Regions from separate parts of the Gossypium hirsutum genome. Here region 1 is linked to region 2. Evidence: chromatin contacts called from public Hi-C data. All regions are on one chromosome and are shown on one strand. The core of a region is the stretch at or near the end of the contact, and the rest is flanking DNA. Distances in the headings are between cores, read along the strand shown. Region 1 holds the start of LOC107894252 (peptidyl-prolyl cis-trans isomerase CYP40). Region 2 holds the start of LOC107956037 (pollen-specific leucine-rich repeat extensin-like protein 3).

Region 1 (4,302 bases), core at 1,629-4,128, 130 kb before region 2:
ATTTAGAAAGTAAATATAGTGCCCAACAATTGATGGATTCAGTCAAAGAGTGAAGAATGAAGCTTACAGAGCTATTTGTGAATATCTGAGATTTTGTCTTCCGCAAACTTGAAGTCTTCTCTGCAAAGCCACAACATAATATACATAGAACGACCATGGTGCGTTAGGATTCATACTACTTAATAAGTGAAAGATGATACCATGTAGAGCAAAAGAAAATAGACATCACCTTCATCGATCCCGTCTTTCTCCCAGCAGATATCTAAGTAGCGTAGAGCCTTTCGGTATTTTCTGAGTGCCATCTTGTAGTCTTGTTTCTATTAAAGGACATCCATTAGCACAAAAAGAGACCATCTTGAAATTTCGAGTTAAGCAAGAAGGTTGCGCGCAACTGCTATGTGGCAATTAACCCATTACTGCACTAATAAACTGATATGGACGCTTTTATTGCAATAGAAGTTTTCAGTTTTATTTATTTATTATATCAAGTTTTATTAAGACTTTTACTTTTACTTATTTTCTATATTATATTAAGTTTTTATTTCCTTCATAAACTCTAAGTTATGAATTCTATTAGGACTCTTTTCTTGCCAATATGAAATAAAGAGATAAACAATTATTCTATCATAAAGAAATGTTATTTTGAGAGGGATAAACAATTATTCTATCATAAAGAAATGTTATTTTGAGAGGGGATTCAGTCAAGGACGAATCTGCCTTTTGAGTAACCATAGGTCGAAGCAAAAATTCTTTCTCGTCTAGACCTCTGACTGGATCCTATGCCAAGGCACATAACATAAGCATGCATAATCCCATTACCTTATAATATTCATTTCCAAAAGCCTTGATAGAATCCACAGCAGTCATCCACCAAGAGAGCTCATCAGGGCTCTCATCGAGGTCAGCTGGCCAATCGGCATAAGCATCACCATCATTGAAAAAATTGGATATCCCATCATCTGCCCCCTCTGGGATTTCTCCACAATCGACAATTGTAACATCGACGGTGGGACAATCAGCTTCACCAGTAGTTACGTGCTCAATTGAACGAACGACTCCCATTCCTTTGACAACCTTGCCAAATACAACATGTTTCCCATCTAAATGAGAAGTGCGAGTTGTAGTGATGAAGAACTGAGAACCGTTTGTGTTAGGACCAGCATTCGCCATTGATAACATCCCTTTCCTTTCATGTTTCATATCAAAATTTTCATCTTCGAATTTCAAACCGTAAATTGACTCTCCTCCAGTACCATCTCCTGCAGATATATCTCCACCTTGTACCATAAATCCTTTAATAACCCGATGAAAACGACCTCCCTGAAATGAAAACATATATATCGTTCAATCCCAACAAAAATAAAATTCCCATCCAAAGTCATGCATAATCACTTAACATTGAAATTCCTATTCATGCACGTTTTATGCAATATGCTACTTGCATTACAATGACATATCCAATTTTTGAAGATCACAAGTACAGGCTTATATCATATTGTTTGAGTCCAAGAATGAATATGGAATAACTTTTCTGGAAAATGGAAATTAAAATCAAGATCATGAATATGATTTAAGTCAAAGCAAGTACCCCCTAAGTTTTTCTATTTCTAGGTCTCAAAACCAGCACTACAGCGTAAGAGCATTTCATAGACAAACCATTGGTAGCATCACAAAAAGTTAGATGACATCTCTACTTTCTTCCATCTGATTAAAGATGAGTTAACATGGCATTACTAAAGCAAAAAAGATGAGAACAATTGAACCTTAATGACATGCTGGTTGCCAGAAACTGATGTCAAGGTATGTTGAGGATGATCAAAAAGATTGAAGCTTTTACTATAGAATGAAGAAACAATCACAGAAAAACCTCAAAAACTTGGAGATTGACACAAGTAAACAACCAAAACAAAATTCCAAGTGATTCCAGATTTTCTTGTTCAAAAGATCCATCAGCAAAATCAGGAAACAAGTAACAACAACAACAACAAGATTCAAGTTGACAACAAATAAACAGCATGAATTACTTATATACAACATCTGGAAAAAAATCAATCTCTCATTCCAAGAACACAAAGAAAAGAAAACCCCGTTACTTTGGACAAGTTCAAAGACACAAAAGCCATTTCATACAACCATAAGCAAAACCAGCAAAGACCCCAGAAAGCAAAATCCTTACAATAAGGTAAAACAAAAAGGGAGAGAAAGAGAATAAGGGACCTTGTAGTGGAGAGGAACAGCAGTGTTAGGGCCAATGCCCTTTTCACCAGTGCAAAGAGCCCTGAAATTCTCTGCAGTTTTGGGTACTACATCATTGAACAGTTCCACTATTATCCTTCCCTCAAGCTCTTCTCCAATGCTTATATCCAAATAACATCGTTGCCTCCTCATCATATTCATACTATAATAATCTCCCTTTTCTTTCCTTTCTTTCTCTCTTTGTACCTATACATACATACATACACATATATAAATAAATAAATAATTACCTACTCTTTCTCTCCAGAGACTTCCATCTGTAAAACCCTAGTCCCATTATTTTCTCTTTTTTTAATTTATTTATTATCCATTAAAAAAATTGGGGTCTGTGACTCTTTGAAGTTTCGGCGAGGCACTGGTCTGCGGCTCCCCCTTCTCTCTCTCACTGCTTATTTTTTTTTCTTTTTTTGTGTATAAAATAATTGAACAATAAAATACATTGCACTTTGTTATTTCATTGATTAACCCCTTTTTTATGTATTTCCTTTTCTTTCAGGGGGCATTGATTACCTTCTATAAATGATTTGATTGTTTTTACACCTCATAGGACAGGCAGCATACGGAGAGATGTCAGCATGATTGAGAGATTCTGCTTTGTATTGTACTTTGTACGCAAAGACAAATCTTGGGATTTTGTTTTTGATTTTGTTGATAGATTTTTAATTCATCAAACCCTACACCAAAATTGTCAGCTTCAGATAATCAACTTATAATTGATTGGAATTTTGCGCACAACATGTTTGTTAATATGTCAATGTAAGATGTTTGGATAAGCTGCCACATTTTTGGCTTTTTCTATAATTTTTTTAATAATTAAATTATATTCGAACCCAAAATGACTTCAATTTTAAACGATTTGTTTTCGTAAAACCACTTAATTACATGGTTTAATTATATTTCTAACTCCTCTTAAAATATAATGTTTTAATCTAATCCATTTTAACCACTCGATTAAATAAAAAAATTAATTTTGGGTCTTTCCTAAAAAAATAATATTTCAATTTAATATGTTTTAACATTAAAGCTCTAAAAAATGTTTTCTTAAAAATAATGGCACTAATATGTTCAAATAGCTATTATCTCTAATTATTTCGGTTAAAATAATGAAGCTAACTTTTTCTTAAAAATGAACATTTTAACTTATGGTGGCGATATAGATATTTGTATATATTAAAAAGATGTTTTTAGAGGGGAAATTTATGTATCTATATAGAAAAAGAATGCCCACTTCTCTCATTGATCCTTTTATTATGCTCATATTTGGAATTTAGTATTTATATTTTAATTTGATATAATTTCGTCATTTACTTTTACAATGATATTAGTTAATCCAAATTGTTAACATCTTTAATTTTTCTAATTAAAATATTGACGTAAATTTTTTTTAAAAGCATTATTCAACACAAAAAAAAAATCTATTTCGAATATGATAAGTCGGAATGAGTATTTTAATTAAAATAATTAAAGGGATCAACTCTTTGGACTAACTTGATATTATAAAAGTACAAGAACCATATTAAAATATAGATACTAAATCCAAAATTTAAACATAGTAGTGGGATCATGACCATAATTTGACCTAAAACAATCTATGTCTAAAACAATAATTTATCTTTTGATTTCATAAAAAAATTGATATCTTTTTTTTAACTAACAATATTAGCAACTAAATCTGAATTTTTAAATCTGAAAAGTAAATGACTAAATTCTTAAAAATAAAAATATGAGTGACCAAATTTCAAATCTACCAAGAATATAAGGATTTGAAACCTATTTTAACTTTTAACTTTCAACTTTTTACTTTAAAAAACAAAAAGAAAGTAACCCAGTGGGAAACATGAGGTAACGTACTAGTTTAATCCATGATTTTAAAAATCGAACAAGTGATTCAACCAATTAAACTATCAATTCTCAATTCCAACATGATTAATTTGATTTTAATTAAATAAAATATAAAAATATTTATAAATTATAAAAATTAATTTAACTAATTCAACCGTCCATTTTTATCTTGTATACTACCCAATATCCAACTTAAGTGATTTA
Region 2 (4,361 bases), core at 239-2,738:
TGGTGGTGGTGGGGAGTGGACGGGTGGGGGTGGGGAGTGGACTGGTGGTGGTGGTGGTGAGAAGACTGGTGGGGGTGGGGAGTGCACTGGTGGGGGTGGGGAGTGAACGGGTGGGGGTGGAGAGTGGACTGGTGGTGGTGGTGGTGAGAAGACTGGTGGGGGTGGTGAGTGCACTGGTGGGGGTGGGGAGTGGACCGGTGGTAGTGGTGGTGATTTAGGCTTAGAAGGTGGAGACCCTCCAGTACATTTGTCCTTGCTACAATCAACCGGGTTACTCACCACCTGTTTGCACTCTTTATCTGTCTTCTGCTTCATCCGACCAGCCACACAATTACCAGTATCATCCACCTCAATGTTCTTCCTTTCAGGTTTTGTACAAGCCATATGCTCCTCACTGAAATAGTTGTAAGAAAACTTGAAACTAGACAAGCTTGGCAACTTGCAAATATCCTCCGGCATACTCCCCGTCAACTTGTTCCCAGAAATATCCAAAACGTCAACCTTCTCCAAGCTCGAAAAGTTTGCTGGCAAGCTACCCACGAACGAGTTCTTGCTAACATCGAGAATAGTAACATTGCGAAGCAATCCAATTTCTTGAGGGAAACAACCACCGAGGTTATTGTTTGAGAAAATGATCTCGTCCAAGTTCGACATCTTGCCAATGCTACGTGGGATACATCCTTTGAACTTGTTGTTGGCGAATGTCACAACAGAGACAGACGATTTGCCGATTGTTTCAGGGATGTTGCAAGTGAAGCGATTATCGTTCAAAAACAATGCATCCAGATCCTTTTCGAAGAGCTCATGTGGTAAACAACCTTCAAAATTATTGAATCGGAGATCAATATACTTGACGCTCGGCCATGACAGTACAACTTTGGGGAAAGCCCCCACGAACCGATTGTTGCTAACATCAAATTCATGCATAAGTGTAAGCTTGGATAAGCTCTCGGGGATGATCCCGCAAAACCTATTAGAGTTTAAATGGATCAATGCAACATCGGTCAGCAACCCCAATTCCACCGGAAGGTAACCGGCGATGTCAGCATGATTAAGATCAATACCAGCCACAACTTTTAATTTGGGCTCATCCAGTGCTCGGACACAATACACTCCTTTGTAATCACACACATTGGGCCCGATCCAGTTGCTCGTGATGTTCTTGGGGTCAGAGTACATAGCCTTCTTCCATGCTTGAAGAGCAATGAAAGCCCTCCTAAGCCTTTCATTCTCGAATTTCTCTGTCGTTTTCACCGTATATTCATACCCATCAAGGAGTTCACCATTCTCACGGAGTGCCAATAGTTGACGTCGAGCGATGTAAGATTGTTCGACGTCGTTTAATGCGAAAGTGGGTGTGTATGAACAAAATAGAAAACAAGAGAAAAAAGTTAAGCAGCCGAAGGCCTGAAAACTTTGACGACTTGCCATTTTATTTATTCACCTTGGAATGCCCAAGGCTGCTTAGACAATGTTGTTGATGGAGATGTAAGACAGAGTTTATATAGAGGACGAATGGGATGTTGGGTTCTTGTTTTAGTTACCGAAAAGATTGCTGGTTCACATATAATTAGGAGTTCCGGTAATTTTACAGGTGAAACGTATCGCATGTATATAGATATAAATGCAACCACCACTCGACCGAGATTGAATTGTACTTCTACCCTTTGTTTATAATAGGTAAAATTCTGGTTTTGGTCCTCCTACTATTTTTAAAATTCTAGATTTAGTTTCTAGGCTTCAATTTAGTATAATTTGGTCATTCTATTTTTATATATATTATTAATTTGTTCAATTTTTTAGCATTGTTAATTATACTAATTAAGATTAATACTTTTTTACTTGAATTAAACTAATATATTAAATGTAATTTATTTTCAAATGATAATTGAATCATGCTTAGTATTTGGTGAATATAATTATTTTGCTTAAAATATGTCATAAGTTTTTACATTTTTTTTGTAAATTTAGAATTTAATTTTTGCGCTTTTATTTCTAGAACTTTAGTACCTCTACTTTTCGGATTTTAAAATTCAAGTATTTATACAGTTAGAATTATTTTGTTGAACATTATTTTTATTGGTTACATAGCCACCGAACAAGTACTTTTTTATTTTAAAATATTGCACCAATAAATTTAATAAAAAAATATTTGTATAGTGTTAACAAATAGATCTAAATTTAAAAATTGAAAAAATTATAATGACTAAATTTCAAATTTATTAAGAGAAAAAGCCGATAGCATATTTTAACCAATTGCTTTCTACTTGTTAACCTTAAAAACTTTTGATATTTTTGAACTCTTAATCTTTTTTGTAATATGTTATTTTTTTGTGAATTATAATAATAGGACAAAATGCAAACAACCAATGCGACTAGCGTGACTCGAATACAGACCACACTTAGGGCAGTAAATACTCTTAACCATCAACCCATCACATGAGGTTCAATAATAATATGTTATTTTATTATTAATTAATTGTATATAAAATATATGTACTGACCTTACATCAAATATTCTTTTTACATATACTAATATGTTATAACTCTGGATTTTATGATAAATTTTATTTTTCTTTATTTTTATGATTTAGATATATTATACAATATTCAAAACTTTAGTTAGATGTTATAGTTTTTAGTTAAGTTTAAAAATATACTTTTAATTGGATCAATTTTTAAGTATAAATTATTTTATATCATTTCGATTTTTGAATTTGTAATAATTTTAAGTTCAAATCATTTAAATTTGAAAGTCAAATCTTTTCAAATTTAATTATTTTAAACTAAAATTAATTTAATTTTTAATTATTTTAAAATTTAAATTAAACAAGTTGAAATTACTAATTTAAATAACTTAAATTAATTGAATAAGTTTTGGGATCGTGTCAAGATAAGAATAATCATGTCGACAAAATTTAAAAACATAGAATTTGATATTTTTTTGTGTAATGCGACTTCAACAATTATTTTTTTTAAATTCCTAAAATTATATTATATTTTTAAAATTTTAGAAAATTCAAAAAATATTTTAAAATTTTAAAAAATATTAAAAATTATAAATTTCTTTCCTGATAATTTTAAAATATTATAATTTTTTTGAATTAAAAAAATTAATTACTGACATGACATACACGTAGACGGTCATGTACATGCCATGTTAGCAAAGTTAATATCTGCTAATATTTTCCTCCATTTCGGGTTTTTTCCTCCGTCTTTCTATTATACTTAAATTTAGAATTCAGTCATTATATTTAATATAATATAATATTTTATTTTATTTTGATAATGTTATTAATTAGTCAAATAGTTAAAAATAGTTTTCGATTTAGTCTTAATTTTATTAAAATAATTGATGTTGCAATAACTTGAAAGACGTGGGTTCATGTATAATATTTTTAATTAAGGATTACAGTCATGGACAGTTTAAGTATTGCATTAAAAAGTAAAAAATTTAATAATAGTTAACGATATTAATTATTTGAACTAACTAATAACATAATAATAAAAAACTAAACTATATTAAATTAACGTATAAATATTAAATTATAAATTTATGTATAATAGAAGGATTGAAACAAAATTTTACAGAGAAAATAAATATCGAAATGAAAGGAAAAAAAACCTCCAAAATTATTATTTGGTTAGAGGCTAATTGATATTCGAGAGAAATATTACCACGGATTAATATATTATTTGATACATAGGTTTGATTTTAAGATTTATTTTGGTACTTAAGCATTTTTTTGTCTTATGTATTTGATTTTGGTTTAAATGTTCACTTTGGTACTTAAGTTTGGTTTTAATATTTAATTTAGAACTTGAATTTTTTTCTCTTCCAATTAAGTACCTATGTATTTTATTAGAGCACACATGTTAATCATTCATTGGGCCACATGATACTTTTGATTTAGGTACTGAACTGAACATCAAAGGAAAGCTCAAGTACTAAATTGAGAAAAAAAATTCAAATACTAAATTGAACATTAAAGCCAAACTTAAGCATCAAATGGTATATTAACCTTATATAACCCTACTATTCATAGCTGATTATAATCTCCATATTCATTTTCAAATTTATTTAGTTAAAAACAAATTCCAGATGCTCTAATTTTCTTGTCTGTTATTATTTTCTTTCTTTTTCGTTCGTGACTAATTCCATATTAAACCCTGCTGAAGCTAATCGAAGAAAAAAATTCAAATTATTTTCCGGTGATTATTTATTTTTCTCCATGTTAAGAAAGAATTGAAAATTCTTGAAAATCAAGGAATCGAATTCCGCGAATTGGAAAGAAAAATTGGAGGGAGAAAAAAAAAAGATCGAAAGAAAAACTGGAAAATGAAATCGATGGAGACGATAC

What was found. Hi-C and Micro-C count contacts between places; a contact is called where the count stands out from the background.
Region 1: a contact with region 2 is called in a Hi-C map of leaf, with 2.0 times the contacts expected there. The contact joins the promoter of LOC107894252 here to the promoter of LOC107956037 in region 2. A contact is called at or near these places in 2 of 34 Hi-C or Micro-C datasets (hypocotyl and leaf).

The regions. Positions count from the first base shown.
Region 1 is chrA13:4,635,741-4,640,042 of Gossypium_hirsutum_v2.1, reverse strand. It overlaps LOC107894252 (peptidyl-prolyl cis-trans isomerase CYP40), which reads right to left and starts at 2,878. Exons shown (of 10, transcript XM_041084555.1): 1 at 2,767-2,878; 2 at 2,218-2,442; 3 at 820-1,320; 4 at 230-317; 5 at 68-120. The coding sequence starts at 2,397.
Region 2 is chrA13:4,504,284-4,508,644 of Gossypium_hirsutum_v2.1, reverse strand. LOC107956037 (pollen-specific leucine-rich repeat extensin-like protein 3) reads right to left here and starts at 1,488. Exons shown (of 1, transcript XM_041084551.1): 1 at 1-1,488. The coding sequence starts at 1,431. LOC107941114 reads left to right here and starts at 4,055. Exons shown (of 15, transcript XM_016874642.2): 1 at 4,055-4,361. The coding sequence starts at 4,340.